Regions from separate parts of the Mus musculus genome. Here region 1 is linked to region 2. Evidence: chromatin contacts called from public Hi-C data. All regions are on one chromosome and are shown on one strand. The core of a region is the stretch at or near the end of the contact, and the rest is flanking DNA. Distances in the headings are between cores, read along the strand shown.

The links. Hi-C and Micro-C count contacts between places; a contact is called where the count stands out from the background.
Region 1: a Hi-C map of CD8 T cells shows a contact between it and region 2, with 1.7 times the contacts expected there. The contact joins two enhancer-like sites. A contact is called at or near these places in 5 of 39 promoter capture datasets (the 3T3-L1 cell line, the C10 cell line, embryonic stem cells and 2 more), 3 of 15 datasets of contacts at CTCF or cohesin (CD8 T cells, the NIH/3T3 cell line and large pre-B cells), 33 of 484 Hi-C or Micro-C datasets (the AML12 cell line, B cells, the C2C12 cell line and 17 more), 7 of 115 datasets of contacts at active chromatin or transcription factors (the 230-238 cell line, CD8 T cells, Th17 cells and 3 more) and 2 of 9 other capture datasets (adipose tissue and liver).

What each region holds. Positions count from the first base shown.
Region 1 is chr1:106,599,048-106,603,750 of GRCm38.p6, reverse strand. The region is part of intron 1 of Bcl2 (B cell leukemia/lymphoma 2); the gene reads left to right. Among named protein-coding and RNA genes, the nearest start is that of Gm37053, 14 kb to the left of the region's middle. Within about 2 kb of position 2,275, at least 47 of the 459 cell types and tissues checked have an H3K27ac peak or open chromatin away from gene starts, as enhancers often do. A contact at or near this core is called in CD8 T cells and regulatory T cells, where this site is marked.
Region 2 is chr1:106,548,338-106,552,861 of GRCm38.p6, reverse strand. All of the region lies in intron 1 of Bcl2 (B cell leukemia/lymphoma 2), which reads left to right. Among named protein-coding and RNA genes, the nearest start is that of Mir3473f, 4.0 kb to the right of the region's middle. Within about 2 kb of position 2,076, at least 4 of the 459 cell types and tissues checked have an H3K27ac peak or open chromatin away from gene starts, as enhancers often do. A contact at or near this core is called in CD8 T cells and regulatory T cells, where this site is marked.

The DNA of each region.
Region 1 (4,703 bases), core at 1,026-3,525, 51 kb before region 2:
AGCAGCATCTCTCCTTCTCACCTCTTCATCTGCCCTAATCACCCTGCAGCTATTCATCCTCCTACAGCCATGTTTTTACTATTGTCTCCGTGCTCTCTCTGTCTCCTGCTATCCTCTATGACCTCTGTCCTCTCTATTCCGCACTATTCTCTCCTCTCTCACAGATGGCTCTGGACAAGCTCAGCATGCCGGACATACATGTTCAGTCTGCTTCTTTTTCCCTCTGCTCTCTCTTAATCACAATAAAGACCTTAACCATACAATGGAATGGTCATGTTTCTGTACTTGCCCTCACATACAGTGTCTAAGCAGAGACTCAACTCTTATCTCTGTCCGCAGTAAATCTTGAGAGGAATTCTGTCTGAGTCCGTGTGCCTACTTTTGGCCTTCAGGAAGGAGGAGTTGTTTTTTAAATAAAACCTTGTCCCAGCCCTCCTGCAGCAGACGTGAAAAGTACACTGTTTTGCCTTTTCTTGAATTCACCCTCAGATGTTTTCATAGGCGCTTGGTCACAGCAAAGTGGTCCCTGTGTACAAACCGCCCACTCTCTGAAGCATGATTGATTAGCAAAGCTGCTCTGCTCAAGGGCAGTCTGTTTTCCCGAGCCTGGATGTTGACAGGTCCGACATGCACAGATTTTAAAACAGGTCGCTCATGCAGGCTGTAGGCTGTGGGCCAACATGCTGGTTCTTGAGAGAGAAGAGAGGGAAAAGGACCCAGTTTGGGGAGCAGAGGAAACTATATGGATCTGGACCTTAAAAAAAAAGAGGGCAGCTTGGGCATACCTACTCCTTACTGCAAAGCTGCTCACTGGTGTTTGGTGCCAAGAAAACAAACCCTGTCAGCAGAGGAAATGCAAGGCAAAGGTAAAGATAGGGACGGACTGGCAGAGCTCACTCAAATAGGCACAAGCTCCACTTGACTAAGAATCTCTAAACATCAAAGAGAGGCATACATTTAAAGAGAAACTTGAGACCAAATCAAAGTAGCTATGATGGCCGTTTGGAAATGCAGCCAAGCAATGACACCATAAACAGGAAGAGGCACGGTTTGGATCGTGTCTCTGCTTGTTCGTTTGCTGCATGGCATCTAGCAGAGTGTCTTTTACAGGGCAGAGCCCACATTAATATTTAGTCATAGAATGATGGGGCTGAAAGTAACTTTGGAAATGATTTGCCAAGTCTCTCTATTTCACATACAAGTAAACTGAGACTCAAACAGTTTAGTTATGGTCTCAGGGTGTCTTCTCCACAACCAGGCTGTGAATTCTAGTAAAGCTAGCTTTTATAGACTTACGCAGTCAGCATTTGATCCATTAAGTGAGGGAATATGCTGATATAGTGATCCCTCCCCCGCTCAAAGCCCGAGTTGAAGGCTTGGTCACCAGCCTGTGGCACTATTGGGAGATGGTAAGACCTTTAGAATTTGGGGTATATAGTATGAGGAAGATATGTCGGTGGGATGTGTCCTTGGATAGGATATTGGAACCCCTAATGGATCCTCTTCATTTCCTTGTTTCCTCATCACCATAGGTGAACAGACCTCCCTTCATATAGAGTACTGAGATGCCACAGTTCCAAAGAAATGGGCCAAAGAACTATGGGCTAAAATAAACCTTCCCTCCTAACTAAATTCATTTATTTGTGGCATTCGTTAGAGTAGCAGAAAGCCAACTAACCAACTAAATAAATTTGTGGTTGTTGTTGAATGTAGCGCTGGCTGACCTTACACTCAGAGATCCACCTGCCTCTGTATCCAGAGTCCTGGGATTAAAGGGACATGGCACCACACTTGGCCTTTAATTATCTGTGTAATAAACCCTATTTCAAAGCCATGCCTTCTTTGACAGTATGTGTAATAGTCTCTTTCATTCAGTTATATATATATATATTGGTTATCATTCACCCATGTAGATCTTTGGGGTGGTGGGCATAGAGAGGTTTGTGAGGTTCAACTGACTTTCGGGAATCTGAGTTTCCAAACATTCTAGTTATATTAAGTAAGTCTTAATGTCAGTGTTGGATGAAAATGTAGGCTTTTCTTACAATAACTTGTTACATGCTCAAGATGTAAGCAGCTTGGGAAAGAAAATTCTGCATGAAGCTAACAATGGTCTGTTAGTATACTGTAGTCAACTGGGTATCAGTGTAGCAGTGGAACCAAAGATCTTCAGAAAGAACAGCCCTTACCCCTCTGAGTGTTCTCCTCTGCGGCACCAGTTCTTTGTGCAGCTAACAGAAGATGCCTGGTCCATCCAGGCACACCTTGCAGCAAGCTCCCCAGTCTTATATGACAGCCATCACGTGACTCAACATCCTATCTCTGTCATTTTTAGCCTTTGGCTATCATGCTACCGAGAAAGATGAGAATACATTTTTATAAGTCCCTTAAAAATTATGTTTGTCAGAATTTATTGTCCCGAATCAATTTTAACAAGTGACAAAAGTGTCTAGAATCTTCCTGTCTGATGCAAGGTTTGTAAAGGGTCAGATGATATCATACCTTTGAGGATGAATCTGTCACTTAACTGCTATACGTGTTGCAGAGAACATTTTAGTAGCCCACTGTTTGGTATCTTCACTGGTGCCTCCTATCTGGTTTCCTGTGTCATAAAGAAAAAGCTGCATGGAAATAAAGGCAGGGATCCTAACGCAGTGTGGGTTTGGTTTTGCTGTTTGGTGCGAGGAGTTGTGTGACTCTAACTCTAAGAACACCGGTAGTGGTGTCTGCCTGCATTCTGAGAATTTAAGGAGGTGAGGTTTCTACACAACAAAATCACCCAGCCTATCTGTGAGGCTTTCTGCAGAGTGAAGGCAAAAATAAACTCCAGCAAACAAAACAGGAAGAGTCTGAAAACAGTAAGATGTGTGTGTTCAGACGCTCAGAATCCTTAAAGCTTAGGTGTGGTTCTGCCTACTTCAAAGGTGTGTGTGTGTGTGTCTGTGTGTGTGATGTGTGTGTGTGTGTGAGATGTGTGGTGTGTATGACTAGAGTATGTGACTGTATGTGTGATGTGTATGTAATGTGTACATTTGTGTGCAGTGTGGATCTGTATAGGGGGTGATTGTAGTGTGTTGCAGTGTGAGTGTGTGTAGTGTTTGTGTGGACTATGGCAGTGTGTGCGTAGTATGTTTATGTGTGAGGGTGTGTGATATGTGTATAGTATATACATTTGTGCATATTGTAGGTATGTGTAGGATGTGTGTAATGTGTTGTAGTGTAAGTGTAGAGGGTATGTGTGGAGATGTGTGTGATGCAGGTTTAGTGTATACATTTATGTGTAGTATGGGCATGTGTAGGATGTGTGTATAGTGTGTTATAGTATGAGTGATTATGTAGTGTGTGAGTATGTGTGTGTGCTTGTGTGTATGTATGTGTGTGTGTAGGTGTGTATGTGGAGTGTGTGTGTGTGGTGGGTATGAGTACGTGGCTGCCTTGCTTTGTCTGGCCTTCCTTTTGTTAGCACACACACTCTCTCCTAGTGACTTAAAGCCCTCTTCTTACAGCACCTGAGTTCTCTCCTTCGACTTGCAGCTACTTTATTGAGCTACGAAAGCAAACATAACTTCTTACAAAATAAAGTCCAAATAACCTAAAAGATCCAATGGAATCTACCTTTGAAGCAATATTATACTAAGCACTTTAAGATTTTCCATGGAGAAAATCCCAACCCAATGGACAGCCTTGCTTAACCCAAGGCTTTCCCTGGTTTAATATTTCTCCTCTACCCGCCATCTGCTTTGCCAACAAAATAATGCTTTCCCTGGGTATATACCCCACCTCTCCAGTCTCATTAAAATGATTTTCATCTGCATTTAAAATATTTGATGATGATTTGACATTCATAAGGATAGGAGGTTGAATATTACATTATCTTATCAAAAGATTTTCTTCTATTCTTTCCTTCTGCTCCTCCCTTCCTACTTCCCACCTCCTTCCTTCTCTTTGATATTCTCCCTGAATTGCTATCTGTGAAGATACAAAAAACTAACTGTAGACATGTCTGACACCTCCAGATGTTATTGCACTAAAGCTGCCACTCCTGAAAACTCAGTGGTTGACACCGGGTTGCAGGGCTACAGCAGAAGATGACAGCAAGAGCCACCTTGGGAGTTCTTGAGTCACACTGGTCCTAAAATCATCACTAGCAGGAACATGGAAAATGGTTTGAGAAGTGGGTGTTCTGAGAATGCCCATTGTAGGACAGGCAGCTGAGAACATCCAGCCTGAGAAGGTGACAAGGACACTGAAGGGCAGGTTCTAGCCATGTCAGCATCCTCCTGAGGACCCTGGAATCTGCTTCTACACAGTGTTTGACAGTCATGTGTCAACACGACATGGTTTCTTACTGTTTCAGGAAAACATGATTTTTGTCTCACCAGTACATTCTATTCTATTCTATTTTCTGTTCTAAGAAATCAAAATATGGGCAGAAGATAAGTTCAAAGGAAATTTGCTACTTCTGGTGGCTAAATGCAGTCAAAGATATCTGATCATGATGCTAAAATAGTGACATTTCTTGTTTATAATTCTAAAGGGAAAGTAAGGTGCAGGACAAAATTGAGATACAAGAATCTGAGAAATTCAAGCCAGAAAACCCACCCATCTAGGATGCTCACAGTTGTTAGGAATCGGAGATGGTTTTTAGCCCTTGGCCTTCATGGTAGGCTTCTTTTTTAAATTAAAAATTTTAAATTTATTTT
Region 2 (4,524 bases), core at 827-3,326:
GACACTGGGGCTTGTGGGATGATGCCAAGAGACAAGGAGGTGAGTGAGCACACAGTAGCCACAGATCCCAGGAAAGTCAGTGGTGGGTCTATCAAAATGCTAAACTGCACATGAGGCACGGAGAATCCCATCTGGCACCCAGGACAAGCAGAGTTTCACACTTTTCTCCCAGTCTGAGGCACAATAATTAAAATTAGCATGAAGGCCAGGCACAATAGTGAATGCCTGTGATCACAGCTACTTGGGGTACTGGGGTGGAAGGACCACTTGACCTGACTTGAGACCAACCTCCTAACATAGTAAAACCCCGTCTCTTGAAAACAAAGAAATGGTACACTAGGTCCCCTATAGAAACATAGGGTGTGGGGAGGCTGGAGAAGAGCTCAGAGAATCACTGGAGACAGGGCCTTCTCCCACACCAAAAGGTCAGAGGCCCTAGCAGAGGGGCCTGAGCCCAGGGAGCTCTGAGAGGAGCAGGGGCCTGTGGAAGCAGAGTGCAATGCAGATGGACCACTCTGAGAGGAGTCTGGAGGTTACTGCCTGCAACGTTATACTGACATATATTCTGGCATGCACCAGCACATCCCAAGCCATATCCCCAAGGATGCATGAGAAACAGAGAAGATCTTGACTGTGCATATCCAAGTAGTGCAACAGTTTGCAGAGGAAGGGAATGTAAGGCCTGCACAAATCTGAGCCTCTCACCTCATATCGAAGAATGCTCAGCTGGCCTGAATCCTCACCCAGAATAAGTCTGTTGAATGAAGCATCCTACCACAGTTAGCTTGGATAACACTGGGGGAGACAGTCAGAATGAAAGGAATCTCCCTAGCCCACAAACCACTGGGAGCAGAGCTAGAGAATCAGACACCCTGTCCAATTGCATAGAGTGTAAAATTGTTAACTATCCCCCTCATGGATTGTAAGAAAGACAGGTTTTTAAATATAGTTCACATGCCAGGAAATTCCACTTGCTATGAGCAATTCATTTTTTTTTAGAATATTCAAAAGGTGTTACAACTATTACACTAATTCCAGAACACATTTTTTTTATCAATCTAAAAGGACTTCTGTACACATTGACAGTTATTCCATAGTCCTCCCTCTCTCCAACTCCTGACAACAATTCATCTGATTTCTGTCTCTAAAACGTACCCTTTGGGACATTTCCTATAAAAGGAATTATGCTGCACTTGAACCTTTATGTTAATCCTTTCATGTTTAGCTTTTGCTTCAAGGTTCACCCAGCATATAGTACATAGCAGAGCCTCATTCCTTTATGGATAAATAATATTGCAGTGTGTAGGCCCAGGATATTTTGTCTATTGATCAGTTAGCAGATAGCTGGACTATTTCTTCTCTTTGGCTATTTCAAATAATGCTGACGTGAATATTCATGTACAGTTTTTATATGAGCATATGCTTTCAATTATATTGATTATATACTAAACTCTTGGTTCATGCAGTAGCTCACTATTTAAAGATCCATCAAACTGTTTCCTTCCGTGGCTATTGCCTTTTATATTCCCAGTGCCACTGTGTTAAGGCTCCAACACTCTACACCCTCATCAACACTTGTTACTGTCCATTTTAGGAATTACAGTCATCTTAGGAGTTCTAAAGTGCCAGCTCACTATAGTTTCCACAGCAGTTCCCTAACAACTTATAATATTAAGTATATTTTCATGTTCTTATTGGTCACATCAGGGTCATTTAGTCCATTCAAAGTCTTTGCCTATTTTTCAGCTTGGCTAGCTATCTTTTTATGACCTAATTGTAGTAAGATTCATGCACATCATACTTTCTTAAATAGTACAATAACGTAAACTGATATTCTCCCCCAAATAATAACATGTTGTAAATCCAAAGCTAGAAATGATCGCATTCCAGGAAGGGCTCTGGCCAAAGCTGAATGCAGAAAGGGAAATGGAGAGCCTTTTCCAGGGCCACTAGGACGCAGGCTACAGTGGGCAGAGTGGGTGAAACACCCTAAAAAAGGCTACTCTGGTTTAAATGTAAAACAGCCCACAGAAACTCATTTGTTGGAGCATTTTGTCTCCAGTGGGTGGTGCTGTTTTGGGAGGTTGTAGAACCTTTAAGAGGTAGGGCTTATCAGGAGTGGAGACGGGCCTCCAGCCCACTCGGTGCCTTGCTCTGCCTCTTGCTCTGCCAGCCTGTTAGCAAGCAGCTTCACACTCCTGCCACCATGGCTTCCCTGTCATGATGGACAGCATTCCCCAACTCATGAGTCCAAAGAAATCCATTCTCTGTTCCAGTCAGGTAACTTAGCACACTAACAAGACAACTGGCACCAGTGCCTTCCACTGAGGCCCTGCAGCATGTTGTAAGTCTCCTGGCCAAGACTCTGCAGGGTCAGTAGGCCTACATGCACCAAAAGCTTTGAGTGGAAAGCTACCCTGAATTTTTAGAATATTACCAAAAAACTATACGATAGAGACAAATCATATTTAAAGTCTTCTTAGTGCCTTCCACAAAATCATGATTGGTGTCGAAATGAACAAGCAGGCTGACGATGAGATGCCAAGGCTGGGTACAGATGGAGCCTTCAGTCTCTTTTGTGATTAACTTGGTGAATGGAAGGACATAGCTGTAACTCTATACCCATTTCCATGTGTGCCTTTCATACCTCCCCATGCATGAGGGACCTGAACCACAGCTGGATGGGTTGTTCTTCCTGCAGCATCTGCAGAGCTGGTGCACATCACAAGCTTGTATCTGTGCTTCTCCCCGGGTCGTTTCTCACCCAGGCAAGTCAAGTGGTGGGTGAGCCAAGGAACCCTTCAAGTTCCTGCCCAGGGCTTTGGCCATGTCTGGGGTGTGAGACTCCTGTAGCAACTGGATATGTCTGAGAACACCCTTGGACCTGGTATCCTTTGACCAGCCTTTTGGCTGCATGATCTCTAGTACCTCACAGATACCTTTGTAAGTTACTTTCAAACTGTTCTGCTCAAGAAATGAGGTGGTCTTCACATTTCTCATCTTGTGCCCTCTTTGGCTCCTGAGATCCACCCGTTCATTTGCATCCTACCTAGATTTTCATAACAAAATATCTTCCAAACTTCTCTGGCCCAACCCATTGCAGGCAGTTTTATTGTTTTTTGTATTTGGGCTTTTCATCTCTTGTCATTTGTCCAGCAGGTTTCAAGTTACAACCAAATGATGCTTAGATTAGGTTTCCTTGTATGCATGTCTTTGGCCTATGCTTCAAAGAGCCCTGCCTTCCAGGCCCAGAGCCTCTCCAAGATTGAGTTGCATTGACTGAGCAGTGGCGACTCTGAGGAAGAAGAGTGGCACTTCTCATGCCTCGCCAATGCGTTCCTCTACCGCCTGAGGCCAGGCAGCTGTGTGGACTTCAGCTCGGTGTTCACACGCTGTTTTTTTCCTTTCCTTTTCCCTCAGACCTGAATTCAGTATTTTGGGAGAATAGGGAAGGCTCAAGAAGCAAAGTCACAGGGAAGCAAGCCACTGACAAAGCTAGCCTTTTCTTCAGAGGGAACCCTCAGGGCCCAGTTAGCACATGTGGCTGCAGAGGAAATCCTGCTCAGCCAAACGATAAGAAGGAAATGGAGTCACTTCCTCACCAGATGCTTCACTCAGGTAGAAAAAAAGCCTCCACTTCCTTGTGAGTGCCTGCTTCTGCTTCCGCTCAGAGCCAAACCTGATGTCAAAACAATCACGGCTTCCTTGTCCTCAGGGAGCACTTCCGGACTCTACCAATCGATGACTTGTGTTCTTGCTGTCATCTTTATCCCTTCTCTCACTGGCATCCTCTTGAGCCCAACAGTTTAATATCAGCAAATAGTCAATGTTGGATTTGCATGTCTCCTAAGATTCAGAAGCGCCAGGCTTCTATATGTCTGCCTGAATGTCCAGAAATAGCCTAGTTTTATGTAGCAAAGACCTCAATGGCCTGGATTGTTGTGCATTTGTAGAGAGAATCTTATAAGTATGTCTTTCCAGTGTGGGTAAGACACTACAGGTGTCCCCAATGGAGGGCAAGTTGTCAAACGCTACCCTGGATACCTGCCTCGCAGAGGTTCACAGGGAATGAAGGAGGAAGTGATATCATGCTTAGCAACCATGCAGCACAGAAGCTGACCAGAGAGTAGATGATGTGCAGTGCCCTTGTGAGCTGGCTGAGCCCCTCCTATGGGAAGGAACTGGAGGTGACTGCAAAGACCAGCAAGTTGGCCTTCACATGTTCTTTCTCTTAAAGATGCCCATTAGATTGGATTTGGAAGTCTTGCTATATAATTAAAGAAATCAGTTTCTTCCACTAATGTGTGTATGTCAAATGGCTAGTGGGTGACAGACCACCAGGGATCCAGAGAGAAATAAAATAAAAACCCGCAGCCCCAAATGCTAATGGTTGGATGAGACAGTCATGGAAATAGATGATATTTATGCCATAGGGGACAAGGAACTCCTTCAGCTTAGTGTTGAAAATGTCTTTTCTGGGTCTCTGAATGAGCAAGTGTTTGCTGAAAAGCAGAAGGAACTGAG